Regions from separate parts of the Gossypium arboreum genome. Here region 1 is linked to region 2. The links are chromatin contacts, called in public Hi-C maps. All regions are on one chromosome and are shown on one strand. The core of a region is the stretch at or near the end of the contact, and the rest is flanking DNA. Distances in the headings are between cores, read along the strand shown.

Evidence for each region. A called contact is a pair of places that touch in the nucleus more often than the background predicts.
Region 1: a Hi-C map of leaf shows a contact between it and region 2, with 2.8 times the contacts expected there. The contact joins the promoter of LOC108474594 here to the promoter of LOC108474376 in region 2. A contact is called at or near these places in 2 of 5 Hi-C or Micro-C datasets (both in leaf).

The regions. Positions count from the first base shown.
Region 1 is chr3:11,582,240-11,589,395 of ASM2569848v2, forward strand. LOC108474594 reads left to right here and starts at 1,300. Exons shown (of 3, transcript XM_017776567.2): 1 at 1,300-1,564; 2 at 2,945-3,150; 3 at 3,546-4,161. The coding sequence starts at 1,463. The coding sequence ends at 3,813.
Region 2 is chr3:11,068,059-11,075,300 of ASM2569848v2, forward strand. LOC108474376 (50S ribosomal protein L15, chloroplastic) reads left to right here and starts at 2,647. Exons shown (of 4, transcript XM_017776283.2): 1 at 2,647-2,830; 2 at 2,914-3,274. The coding sequence starts at 2,759.

The DNA of each region.
Region 1 (7,156 bases), core at 50-2,549, 510 kb after region 2:
TGATCATGGGCTGGGCGGCCTGGCCAGGCCCGAAGGCCCGCCCGAAAAATGAGAGGGTTTGGGTAAAAATATAGGCCTGAAAAATGGGCTTGGGCAAAAAAACGAAGCCCGTTTAGAAAACGAGCCGAGCCACAGGTAAGAGTTTTTTGGCTCAGGCCCGGCTCGGCTCGGCCCGAATTATATATTAATATATATTTTTATTTTATTTTTAATCATTTTAAATTTTTAATATAACTATTTTTTATTATATTGTCAATTTATGTATTGTTTTAAGAATTGCTTTAGTATTATTTTTATTTTTTAATATTTATTTTTATATTTTTAAATATATTTGATTTATTATATTTTTAAAATTTTTATTTAATGAAATAAGTAAAAAAAAAAATTTAATATGGGTCGGGCCGGGCCGGGCTTGGACTTAGTAATTTTATTTCGGACCGGGCTTGGACAAATTTTTAGGCCCATATTTCGGGCCGGGCCAAGCCCGAACCTAATAGACGGGCCTAAAATTTTGTCTGGACCCGGCCCGACCCGGCCCATGATCACCTCTACCCCCAACTCTATCAAATAATGTTTTAGTTGATTTTTTATTTTGAAAAATATGATTGATTTTCAATCCTTTTGCCATCTAATAAAATATGGTGAAATGTCCCGTGTACCCTTAAAAGGATTTTCCTTCAAGAAAAGCAAAATCTCGAACTGCATACCCCGCGTGATAACAAAGTGCAAATTAGTTTCCAGTTCCCAACTATCACCATCATCTCTTGCTCATTCTTAAGTATTTTTATTCTTTATTTTTATACAAAAGTTTAAAATAAAATTAAAGAATAAATATCAAAATTATATATCAATTATAATTTAACGTGTAACTGTATATATTAATTTTAATTTTATGTAATTTTATGTAATAAATTTTGATTTGATCAAAATTTTATAAATTATTAATACAATTATTGATATAACATCATTTTATATTTATATATTACATAAAAATTATATTTATTTAATATAAAAATAAATTGATATATTTTTCTCTTTAAATATATATGATTTACTTAAAATTAAAATTTTAAGTATAAATTTAAATTACAATTAAAATTTTACGTGCATAACTATACCAAATTAAAATTCATGTACATAATTATATATTAAATTAAAATTAATGCATAATTTTAATATTTATCTCTAAAATTAAAGTTGAACCAGTAAAAAGTTTTTTACTTTGGTAAACATGGTAATTGAAGGGCGCGTGATTCAGCGAACGAATAGAATAGGCGTGGGTCTAAAGTTGACACTTTTTGGAAAAGGAAAATATAGCCTTTCACTGCTTTCTACTACTCTGTTTACATTGCTTTGCTCAAATTCCACATTTTCTTCACTGAAAGCAGCAGCTAAACAAGGGCCGCTCTCTTTGCCTCACTTATCAATACCCTGTCAGTGCCTGCGTCAGCTCAAAGCAGAGATGGGAGAAGGAAAGGGCTCAACCCTAGTGCACCTTCTGGTGGTAGTCCTTAGCCTGGTCGCATTTGGGTTTGCCATTGCAGCCGAGAGAAGAAGAAGCGTTGTAAGCCCATTCTTTACTCTTTTCAGCTTTGCTTTAGATACCTCAAGCATCCCTTTCAATCTTCTTTTTTGGGGGGGTTTTAGTGCTTACTATTTTTGTATCTGATTTTTGAGTTGATAAAGAAACTAGGCTTTCTGAGGTGTGATATGTAGAGATCTGTGGGGTTTTAGAGTGAATTTTGATGGTTTTTGTTCGGATGGTATGTTTTAAGTTTCAGCTCCTCTGCAACTATTTCTTTATTCCATGATTCTACATGTAGAATATGTTATTAAATTATTCTTCTTTTTTCAATTATTTTTTTGTTGAAGATCTACGTTTAAGTTCATTAATTTACTCTCAAAATACATTATTTGTTCTTTCAATTGATGATATTTTAGTTCATTCCTTTCATGACTCACATGGCCCTCAAAAATAATGTGAACATTGTGCCTGATCTATCAGGAAAAAAAGAAAAGTTATAATAGTAAAAGCCCAATTTCAGCCAATTTGAGAAGCTTCTACATTGAGCATCTGGATTTCCCATTCCCCCTTCCCCGGTCAATGTCCGCTTCTTCAAACTTTCTTTTTATGGCAATGGCACTTCTCACATAATCTGAATGAGGCATCTGATGGTACATTGTCTTGAAACAGTAATTTATTTCATTGGTTTTTAATCCTACAAGCCACTATACACTAACTTCAATACTCTCCAGAGAGAAGGAAATATAAAATCATTTTTCTGACATTTCAATAAAAGATATCTCCAGCTTTACTATATAGTAAACATATTTAACAAGAAAGAATCACAGAATAGTGTACCTATTTAATTGTTCATACTTGTACTGAGCCGGTAATACTAAATTTCCTGCAAAGAGCCACCTGCTTCTTAATACATTGTCTGCAAGATATCTGTTGAAATACTTGACAATATGAAGTAAGATGCGCTTTTGCGTGCACTTATCCTAGCGTGGATTAGGCTTACATTGCTTCTTTCAACCTTATTTAATGCAGTAATATCTAGTGCAGTTTCTTGTAAGGTCCAAAACTTGTGATGCATAGGTACCTAATGAAGCACGTAATTATTTCAATGTGAAACTAAAGAAATATGCATGCTGACATCTCTCTAATATTAGTGCACTTGATATGTAGCTGAATTTTTTGTTTAATTTGAAATGGTCAGAAATTTGGGCTGCTGATAGGACTATGTTTAGGGTTTTAAGGTTTGGGGTCATTTCTATGTATGTAGTTATTGTATTTTGTAAAGCAGTAGGGGTTGGATATGACTTCGCTATTGGCAAATTTCAACCTCCTTCTGGAGATATTTTAAGCCCGAACATCAGGTTAGCCTCATGTGCATTGTTTAATTTATGACCTTTTAACCTTTACTTTACTGCATTGCAGGGCACTGTTGTTAAAGATGACATAACAAATTCTACATATTGTGTCTACAACTCGGATGTTGCCACTGGCTATGGAGTAGGTGCTTTCTTGTTTCTTCTTTCTGGCGAATCGCTGTTGATGGGAGTTACAAAGTGCATGTGTTTTGGGAGGCCATTAGCACCGGGTAGTGATCGAGCTTGGTCTATCATATATTTTGTCTCATCATGGTAAGTATTTCAGGTTGACATGCCACATCATGTTCATAAATCCATCACTCTTTGAACTTCAACCAAAGCTCTTCTCTGATTAGTCACCTTCCTACTTTTATGCTCCTTGCCCTCCTGTTTTAATGAAGTCTCAGTTATGATATGCCATACTATTTCCTTCTCTACCATTTGACCAATATGATTTCTATTTGAATTTTATTATCTTTCTTGCTTGTTTTCTATGTGGCTTTCTGCTCATATCATATATGTATACATACATATGTATGTACGTATATATTACTTTTAACCTTATGTGTATCCTGCTTGTTTTGGAAATTCCAAATGTTCATGCTACAGAGGAGATTTTTGTGGAAATCCTTTTCCCTTCTAATTCTTTTGTGCACCCGCATTTGCAGGTTGACTTTCTTGGTTGCAGAAGCATGTCTAATAGCGGGTGCAACTAGGAATGCTTATCACACCAAGTATCGTGGAATGATTTATGCCCAGAATTTCTCCTGTGAAACTTTGAGGAAAGGTGTCTTTATTGCAGGAGCAGTGTTTGTGGTTGCCACAATGATTCTCAACGTATACTACTACATGTATTTCGCCAAAGCAACCACCACAATGCCGGCTCACAAGGCAAATCGAACGAATTCAACTGTTGGGATGACTGGTTATGCTTAAGGTTAAATTACTCAATTAATGAAGCCAGGCAGATAAGTTTCACATCTTGTTCTAGTGTGACTTCGATTGACATTGTAATAAACAACTGTACTTGTTATGTTTGCGCTTTTCCATGATGCTACAGCTCAGGTAATGAATGTATGGTGTCAATGGAAGGAGCGATAGATTTGTTGGGAACAATGTACGTAAAGATCAAAGAAATGTCTTGGGGCTTGACCTCAGATGTCAGCCATCGCTTGGCCTAGTGATATTCTACAGAAACTCTGGGAACTATACTATATTAGCAACTTGTTTTATAAGGAAATTTGAGCTTGGTATATTAATTCTAGTATGTTGCTTGTTCTTGAATCTTGCGTGAGTCTATGTTTGATATTAATGTTAACAAGTAGCAACCGATTACATTAGACCTTAAAAGATCGTTTTGTCATTAATTGAAGATTGTTAGGACTTTTGCTCGTCAAATTGAAATTGGGGTAAGTTTTTCTTGTAGGTAAAATAGAGATGGATATTAAAAGTTTATTTACCTAATACGAAAATTTTCTTATTTAGAGAGTTAATCCACTATATTTAATGAGTGCAAAATGTAACCTCACTCTACTCTAAACAAAAGTATTGTCTTTCACTTCTATATTTTAAACATGATCGCTCACCTTCTAAGACTTAACTTTTTCCTGAAAGCTAGTTCAGTTTATTTAAAATGTTTTTGCATTTAATGAAACAGTCATTATATAAACGAACGAAGTGCTTTCTCGATATCTATCCTACCATTAATTACAATCACTTATTCCATTCAAATTATCCTGATTTTCTCAATATTAAGTTCTGATTGATTGAGTACAAGGTTTTCAATTGATACTTGTTTTTCTTTCGTGCAGGTTTAAGATTTACTGATAGAATCCATTAAGCAAAGATCCAAATAATTAAGATAAAAATATATCAATTGCAAGTTTTACTCTGTTGTTAATTATTTCTCAACACTTAATGACAGGTGAAGTGCTATAACCAATTAAAAGTCAATAATTACGACAGTGAATGATGTTATTAATTTGTCCATGTTATCTAAGCTCCCTCAACTTTTATTTCTAATATAATATATTTCAACATGTCACCATATGAAACATGTTTTCGGGTGTATTTTCCCACTCCCAGACAGGCATATCAAACACAATATGGCCGAATGACTGTAAATATGATACTATATACCCTTAGCAATGGTATATATTTGAATATTATATAATAAAAAAACATTAAAACACTTTTAAAATTATATAATTATTTTAATCATTAATCAATTAAATTAGTATTTGATTGACTATGTGATATTTAAAATGTATTATCTATACTTCTATTTTATATATTAAGCTTTTGATTCGGTATCATGAGTCAATTAAACACCAACTTAGTTGGGAAAAACTAATATATTATTTCTATAGTTGGTCAAATATTAATATACTCTTTCTTTTAAATGATAACTAATATTATTATGAATTGATGGTATTTTCTCTTTTCATACTTTTTTATATCTAAATGAAACAACTAAAAATCACATATCCAAAGATCAAACACATGTTTAATAAAATTTATATCATTGTTGAATAATTTTTTAAAAAAATAACTAATTTAATCGCTAATTCAATCTATTTTTTAACTTGGTTCAACCAATTCATACCAAATTGCAACTCAATCGATTTAAAACTTTACCAGCTGATAGTTTAATCTAACCGATTTAATCTAGTTGAAATAACCATGCCCAGTCTCATTCTCGTTCTTATACCCATTTGATGTGTTTATAAATGACACTTATTTCCAAAGTAAAAGATATATTTATGGACAGGGGTGGTCAAAGTATACAATGACTGTCTAGACTTCCATGATGGGTCATTTCTTGACGAGGAAGTGAAATGACAAATATGTCGCCGATTTATTAGACCAAGTTTTTAAGAGAAAACTTCATGTCTGAGACAGAGGGATCATGTCCCGTTTAAATTATCCATTCATGGTTCCTTCATCGTCTTGTATGAATCCAACATAAAAATTAACTAAACAAAAACAACCAAACAGATACACACAGATAAGTTTGTCTTCAATGTAGTAAAAGTAGATTTTTTTTCTTTCACCGGCAGAACCTTTTAATATCCAACATAAATCTTTTCTTCTACGTGAGTCGAAAGCTCAAATTTTGAATTGCTAAGCTACTTTTTAACTTTGTAATCATCAATGCAAACATTTGAAGGTATTTACATTTAACAACCTTGAAGGTCGTGGTCCATTTTCAACGGGATTAAGGGTGCCTTCTCTTTATGCGCATGTTTTAAGGTAGGAGATTTAGCTGATGCATTGGCCAAAGGTGGAGTTGATCGACCTACACCTTTTCGTGGGATAGTGATTCAGGGTTTCGATTAACATTATAATTTCAGTGGCTGAAGAAAAAAGTTAAATCTAATTAGGGATGATAATTGAATGAAGTAAAGGTAGATGTTGGTAAATCTATCACTGATTTATACTTGACATATTTTATCTCGTTATTCGTTTCATCTTACGATGAATGCGTAATCTTAAAAATCATTGTCATCTTTATAGAGGTTAGATACATTTATACATGTCCAATTTGTTTTTTTAAACAAATATAGAATACAAAATTTTATTATACAATAAATACATTATATATAAAAGTAAAACAATAATTTTACCTTTTTAACTGTTTATAAAAGTTGGACTAATTTGAGGTTTATTCTATGAAGCAAATTTACATTTTCACTCTTTTAATAGTTATGTATAAAGGTAAAATGATAATTTTATATATCGAGGGTAGGGCAAGCATCAAAATCAATACATACTCATCTTCCTGTTAGAACATTTTTAAATATTTATAGTGTTCCAATAACTATAAATGAATGGGTGTAATTAATCAAAAGTTATATTATTTGATTTTTGAAAAGAATTATAACTATTTAAATACTATTATTTGAAAAGTTATAATATTAAATGAATAATTATGTTTTTATTTTAAAGACATTATTATTCGGAAGACACCTATTGAAAGATGTATCTATAAAGAGACTATAAATAGGAATGAGATTTCATTTGAAAATCGTACCAACAAATCCTAATATTCTTTCTTTTCTTCCTTCATTTTCTAATATTATTAGATTATTCTATTAAGTATTACTACAGAAATCGTTTGTAGAATTTGAGTTCGTTGTTATACATTGCTCAGTGCGTAGTAGATTATTCTCGTCAGTGCAAAACACAAATAGTCATTGGCTTCATTGTATCCTCGAGGTTAATTTGCTTAGAACTCATTTGCACACCGAAGATAGGTGGGGGCGAATATACTGTTAAA
Region 2 (7,242 bases), core at 1,397-3,896:
TAGTGTTTTGTTACCAAATATCTATGGACTCGATTGAATAAAAAATGAACAGATAGGGGAATGGCCTCCTCTCTTTCTCAATGCTTTGTTTTTGTTAATGCCATAAAGGAAGAATGCTAAACGTTGGCAGCAAGCAGCTAGCCTACGGGATGAAAGATAGAATGCCACTAGATCAATGATGAAAGTAGCTATGGTTTAGTGATAGTGTCCATGGAGAGGTGAAAGAGTTGCTTTGGTTCAAGTCAGGAAAGAATTTGACTAAGAAAGAAAGGCTCTATGTTTCATAGAGATAGAAGCATATTATATAAGAGCAGAAAATCAAAGAAAAAAAACAAATCTAGGGTAATAGAAGAGCAAGCATAAACTGAATGATGCAAAACCCAGAAACAAATAGATTTTAAATAAAGCATAGAAGAAGAAGAAGAAGAAGAAGATTCTTCAACAGACTGATACAAATTCCAAACAGATGCAAAATCCAAATAGATTCTTCAACAAAAGAATAAAAAAGGAAGAAGAAGATTTGAGTGAGAGAGGTGACAAATTGAATGAAATACAGAGTAAAGCATAAAAAAGTTACATTGAGCTTTATTTCAGGAAGGGAACTGGTTCAATTGGATGAAGAAAGAGAAGGACGGAAGGAGGAGGAAAGATGGAAAATGTCTTACAGAAATAAAATCGGTAAGACATTTTCCCCAAAATCCCTCCTCATTTTCCCATGTTTCTAAATATTTTACCAATGTAAGTGATTTTCAAGCAAACAAACACTGGAAAACTAGGAAAACATTTTCCGGAAAATGTTTTCCTGGTAAACAAATAGACCCTAAAATGAAATACCATGCTAGCTTTTCAAGTTGTCAAAATTCCAAGGTTAACAATGGCTTCTTTCTCCATTTACAATTGGTGAAGAAGAAAATGAAAAAGATGAATAAAGCATTTTGGTTTTATTTATTTTAATTTAATTGATCAAATTACCATTTTAACCTTGGTTAATAAATAAATAAAACACCAATTTCATGCCATAATTGTCCACTAACTCCTTGAATGGTCTAATTACCAATTAAATCCCTTTTCCTTTATTCAACTAACCATTTAATCACTCAAATCAAATAGTGATCAAATTTTACATCTTTTACGATTTAGTCCTTTTTAATTAATTAAATATCGAAATGTTAAAATTTTTCAACGAAACTTTAAAACCACCTTAATGGCACTCCAATATTTACGGCTCGGTTTATAGAAACGAGGTTCCAATACCTCATTTTCTAAAACCATTTGACCTTAGGGTCTTACCACTAGAACTTAATTAATTGCTTAAATAATATAAATTATCACATCCAAAACTTTTTTAAAATCACATTTGACTCATAATAATATTTACGAACTTATTCGTCAAATTTATTGGCTCCGAAACCACTATTTTTGACACCACTGAAAAACGGGCTATTACAGATTCATTAGTGCAATTGGAATAAACTATGCGATATAAAAGAAGATGGGGGAATGAGATTCAAGAATCTATCTAAATTTAGTTTGGCCCTCCTTGCAAAATAGGGACGATGTTTAATGCATTACCCAGATTCGCTATTAGCTAGAACTTTGAAAGCTAAATAATATCCAAATGATGATTTCATGCATTTAGAGTTATGTAATTACCTTTCTTATACCTAGAGGAGCATATGGACGACGAAGAGATTGCCGAAGAAATTGGGGACTCCAAGGAATGAACCAAATCATTAAAACCAAAGAGGCTACCCTTGATTAAAGCTTGTGGTTTCTCCTGGATTTCAGAATTAGAAGTCGGCAAAAATATAAAAGTAAATGGAAAAAAAAGAAGAAATTGGAATCCTTGAAGGGGTCAATTTTGATGCTACCTTGGAGTGCCAATTTCCAGAACATGAAACACATTGGAGAAGAAACAAGACACAATGGATTTGGAATTCTAAAGCAAATTGGATGGATTTGAAGAGCGAATTGAATGAAACCCTTCAACTATGGTTGCTTAATCTTCAAGCCTTGATTAAATTTTTTAAAAATTAATTTCATATATTTTTTTAAAAATGGAATTTATAAATTGATTAAGAGGATGAGTGAATTAGATGGATATGCAATTGAGCATACTTAAATAATGATTAGTAGATTATCTTGAAAGATTTTAACACCAATCTTAAAAAACATAATAAAATAAACTATTTTTAATAAACTAAATAGACAAACAAAATTATAATATATAATACACCAAATAAACACACATATAACTATTCCCATTCAGATTCCCACTATAGCAAATCAAATGAATTATATATATAAATTTCCATTGCCTACTGATTCCATATGACTTAAGGATAGTAGCCAACACACTAACACTAACCCTTATGTGAAGATTAGGCTCCAAAGTTAGGTTGACCTCGGAACATGACTTGAGGAATGATTTTCGTGTTTAAAGAGAGAATTCATGGAACATATCCTGTTTTATCATTGAATAATTATTTTTAAATAATAAAATGAGTTGGATCAGGCTGAAAAATTTAGCCCAAGTCCACCCAAATCATACCCAGCCCATGAAGGCAGTACGGGCGGCGGTATTTGAATTAAAACATAGATTTACAAAAATGCCCTTAAAAACTAAAATAATTCCCTCGTCTCCTCTAAAGATTACACATCTTATCCGTTTCCACAAACATCAATGTGTAAAGCATTTGAGCATTAAAATCATACATGACATAGCTTTTTACATTTCATCTTCAACATCTTCACTGCAATGGCAACCATGCTCTCACTCTCTCCAAATCCTCCCATCACAACTTTACCCTCTCTTCGTTCCACTTTCAAGGTTCTTCTTTCCCTCTCTCTTTTATTTTATGTTCCACTTCGGATTGCTTACTTGAATTCCCCCTCCGCCCCTATTTGTTGCAGGGAAATCTGAGGAATTTAAAACCAAACCCTTTTCACATTATTCGTATCAGGACCAAGCAGCAAGGGGTAGAGGCACGAAAGGGGACACGGTCTTTAGTGGTTGTGAACCAAGCAGCAACAACCCAAGTGTCGGTTACAGCTTCTAATATGAGGTTTCGGTTGGACAACCTGGGACCTCAGCCTGGGTCAAGAAAGAAAGGGAAGAGAAAGGGGAGAGGAATATCGGCTGGACAAGGTGGGAGCTGTGGGTTTGGAATGAGGGGTCAAAAATCACGTTCTGGCCCAGGTGTTAGAAAGGGATTTGAGGGTGGCCAAATGCCACTCTATAGGCGTATCCCCAAATTGAGAGGAATTGCCGGAGGTAATCTTTATTTATTTATTTTTACTTCAAATGCTTTATTATGGAATTGTGGTTTCTGGGTTAGAATTCCTGGGATAATGGAGCTGGTGCTGGGGTGTTTATAAGTAAAATCATTTTCTTCTTCCCATTTATGGTAGGGAGCATAAAAAGCTTGTCTTAGGGAGAAAATATAAATATATAAATGTGCACATGTCAAATATTTATGGAAGATATTCCCAATGTAACTAAAAAGCTGAAATGCTAAACCAGTTTTTACTGAAATTTATCAACACCTCTAGTATTTTAATAAAACTTCGTTTACCCTTAGTAGTGCCCCTCCCAAGCTACCAAAATTATCCATTGTGTTGAAGGAGAAAATCTGAGGATGGTTTTACAAGGTAGAGATTCTGATGCTGATAATGCTTTAGAGGAGTTTGAAGGATTTTCCTTACTCATATTGTTAGGATTTTCTTTTTTCTTCTTTTGTGAATTTATTTTGAAGCTTAGTTGTAGTATCCGTTACTATGGAGCTCTTGCTTATCCTATGGCTAGTCTTAAGGCCCCAAAAGCTTTGTTCACATTTGCATTTGTGTTACAAAAGCCTAACCTTCTTGTAATATATTTTGAGATCAAATTGAATGAATCTAGTAAAAAGGGCAAGATAATGATTACCATTATTGCCTCATTTGAGAATTTGAAGAACATAAGAGAACTTAATATGCTAAATGGAACTAATTATTTAAGACAAAAATGAAGCCTTTTATTATGGTTAACAATTTCACTGTGAAATATTGCTTTAGGGTTATTCCTACCCAAGTTTGCATAGAACCGCTTATATTGACTACATTCATTTTGAAGTAAATAGTGACTCACAGTGTACCCCTTCGTTTTCCTAGATATAAAAGGTTTTCATCATCTATTTGTTTAAATGAGTTAGGTCAAGTATATTGATCAAACAAGAGGAGGATGGAATTTGTTCTAAAACGAATTAGTATGTTTTTTAGAAAAGCAAGAGTATTTGCAAAATACTTGGTTTTGAAAATCAAGTTAGTAAGCAATAAAAATAAAAGAGTTGAGAGAGAAAAAGCCTGTCACTTTGAAACAATGACGAATTCCAAGCAAACAATATGCATCTATTTCATATGTGGGAAGTAGTTTAATAGTTACCATTGGTGGTGAGATCATGTGATGATTGGCAGATTGATCAGTTTGAGTGGAATACTGTGCTCTTGTGCCCTTGGAGGGGATAAGCCTTTTGGCTTTTCAAAGACATCAGCAAAAGAATCCAATAGTGGCCGTAGCTGAGGTGAAGTGCTTATTTCTAGATAGTCACTACTAAGCAAGTAAGGTTGTCCAAGTACCTTGGGATCTTTTTCCACCGACTTTTGTAGCTTGCTATCCAGAATAATTTTCAGTTGGCCCTCTTGTTGTCCCCTTAAGAGTGATTTGCTGACCATCTTTTTGAAAAGAGAGAGTCATGGTTTTGAAATCAAACACGAGTGGTCTGTATGTCCTCATCCAATCTACCCCAAGCACCATGTCACTCCCTTCCAGAGGTAAGACTCTCATATCATATTGAAAGTGGTGTCCTTGCATACTCCATTGTAGTTGCATACATTTAGCTAGACTGTATAATATCTTTCCATTAGCAACTGGAAGTGATAAAGGCTTGGTTTGTTGAACCTCTACACCTTCCTTTGCCCATTTGGGAGTCACAAAGATATGAGTGGTCCCACTGACCACCAAAATACTCACTGGTTTACCTTTGATGCTGCCTTGAATTCTAAGTAGGTTATGCCCCGTATTGCCAGTCAAAGCATTCATAGAGACCTCCAGCTCCTTCTCATTGTATTTTTGTTCCTTAACCTCTTCACCTTCTTGTTCCTCCAAGGAGTCATTCTTAGCTTCCATTTCTTCTGTTAAAGTCTCATTAACAGTCAATGAATTAGGCTGTTTGGTTTTGCAACACTGCCCAGGGTGAAATTTCTCTCCACATTCAAAGCAAAGGTTCAAGGCGCTCCTTTGGTCTATAAGATTTTGTTTGTTCAGGTTTTGATTCTGTATATGGATATTTTTTGGGGTGTGGGATGATACGGAGTTGTATTTTTCTGGTTTGGCAAGAAAAAGGTGGTAGTATTTGGTTCTGATGGTGGCTTTTGTCTTTTATTCTCAAGCACCAAGGAAAGTTCATGTAGTTTAGCTACCCTGAAAGCTGCATTCAAGGTGGTAGTTCATTTGCCTTAGTTCTAGGCTTTAGATCCTCTCTTAACCCACTTATAAAGCTGGAAATGAAGTAGCTTTCTGATAAGGAGGGCTTATGTTGCAGCGTATGAGGCCAAAGTTCCTCAAATTTCTCTTGGTACTCCTCAACTGTGGATTTTTGGGATAATTTGTTGAACTCCTCAATGATGTCAGAACAGGTTTTGTCACAAAACCTTTGACGTAAATCAATCACAAACTCTGACCAAGTCACTACATTTTTTTCCATTATATACCCATCAAACCAAATCTCAGCTTTGCCCACAAGGTACATTGAGGCTAGTTGTAATTTTTGAAGCACAGCAATAGCAAATATTGTGAAATACATTTGACATTTTTTCACCCATCCTTTAGGATTATGACCATCAAATTGAGGTAACTCTATTTCTGGCCTAGGAGAGAAGCCACCTAACCCGAGATTTTCAGTAGGTTCAGTAGAATGTTGCTCTCTCAACTTAGTTTGGGGGTATCAAATAGGAGTGGGGTTTGATTGCTACTAGTAGGGTTCTTAAAAAGCGCTCCTCGTTCATTTGGTTTGAGGCTATATCTTCCTTGTTCATCAACAACAGTAACTTCAATAGGAGCCTTACCATCACGTCTGTTGATGACAGTTGAAGTAGCTGCTTGACCATTCAGTTCAGCTGAGGTATCTATCTCCCTTTTGCATTATCAGATTCAACATCTTGGTCATATAAGTCTGGTTCTCCTGAAACTTGGCTTCAATACCACTGTGCTGCTCCTCCCACCATTTAGGCACAGTGTTCTCTGCAGCTCTCATTGCTTCCATCTGCCTCTGCAAACCTTGAATCTGCTCCTGCAGTGTATTAAGTTTCGTGCCTTCCACCATTTGTTGCCGAGTTTTACGCTTTCCCAGAGTGAATGTAGATCAGATAGAGTAGAGAAATGAGGTAAGGAAGGTTATTTCATTCCAAAAACATATGAAAATTCATAGTTCACTGGACATGTACTGTGGGCAATTTCTAAAAAGTAATAACAGAGTTACAGCTGTAAACCAATTCATTGGTCCACGTTCATAACTGAATTCTTAGCTAAATTCCTTTGCCGTCCATCTCACCCAGCTCAGCAGTATTGTCTGTTCTTAGCTCACCAGTGTAGTCCTTCTTTGCTTCATTAAACAGCCTACAAGCTGGCCCATTCCCTTCAGCTCTCATCTTCATAGCGGTCTAATAATCATGGCACAGTTCCTACGCAGTTAAAAGTCTTTATCTAATCATTTAACCATGTTTGATATTATATACAAGATTTTGGCACCTCTTTGGTCATGCTTTCAAGGTGGTTGATATATTGAGGCAATGAAGTTTTTGTTGTTTCTGCTAAGAATTAAAGAAGGTTTTGCATTGGGGGTGTTAAATGTTTTTAGGTGGTGTTGTGGCTAGATTCGTTTGATGGGTGTGTATTTTACGGGTGGCAATGATTTGGTTCAATTTTGTATAAAAGTTGTGGTTAATTTGCAATATTCTAATTTTCTAAAAGCAAGATAAAAAGCAGGCCAAATTTGTGATTTGGTTGATTGGTTTTAAAGTTCTAAAAGAATTATATTTTAGTATTTTATATTTTTGCTAATTTAGAAATAGGAGGTTTTTTTTTATGTAATGAAATAAAAATAATTAAAGAAATAGTGGTTTAGTTTGAATAAATTATAATTGGTTTTGCTCACCACTATTACAAAAACCTTCTGTACTTTATCTCTTCCATTAATAAAATTATTT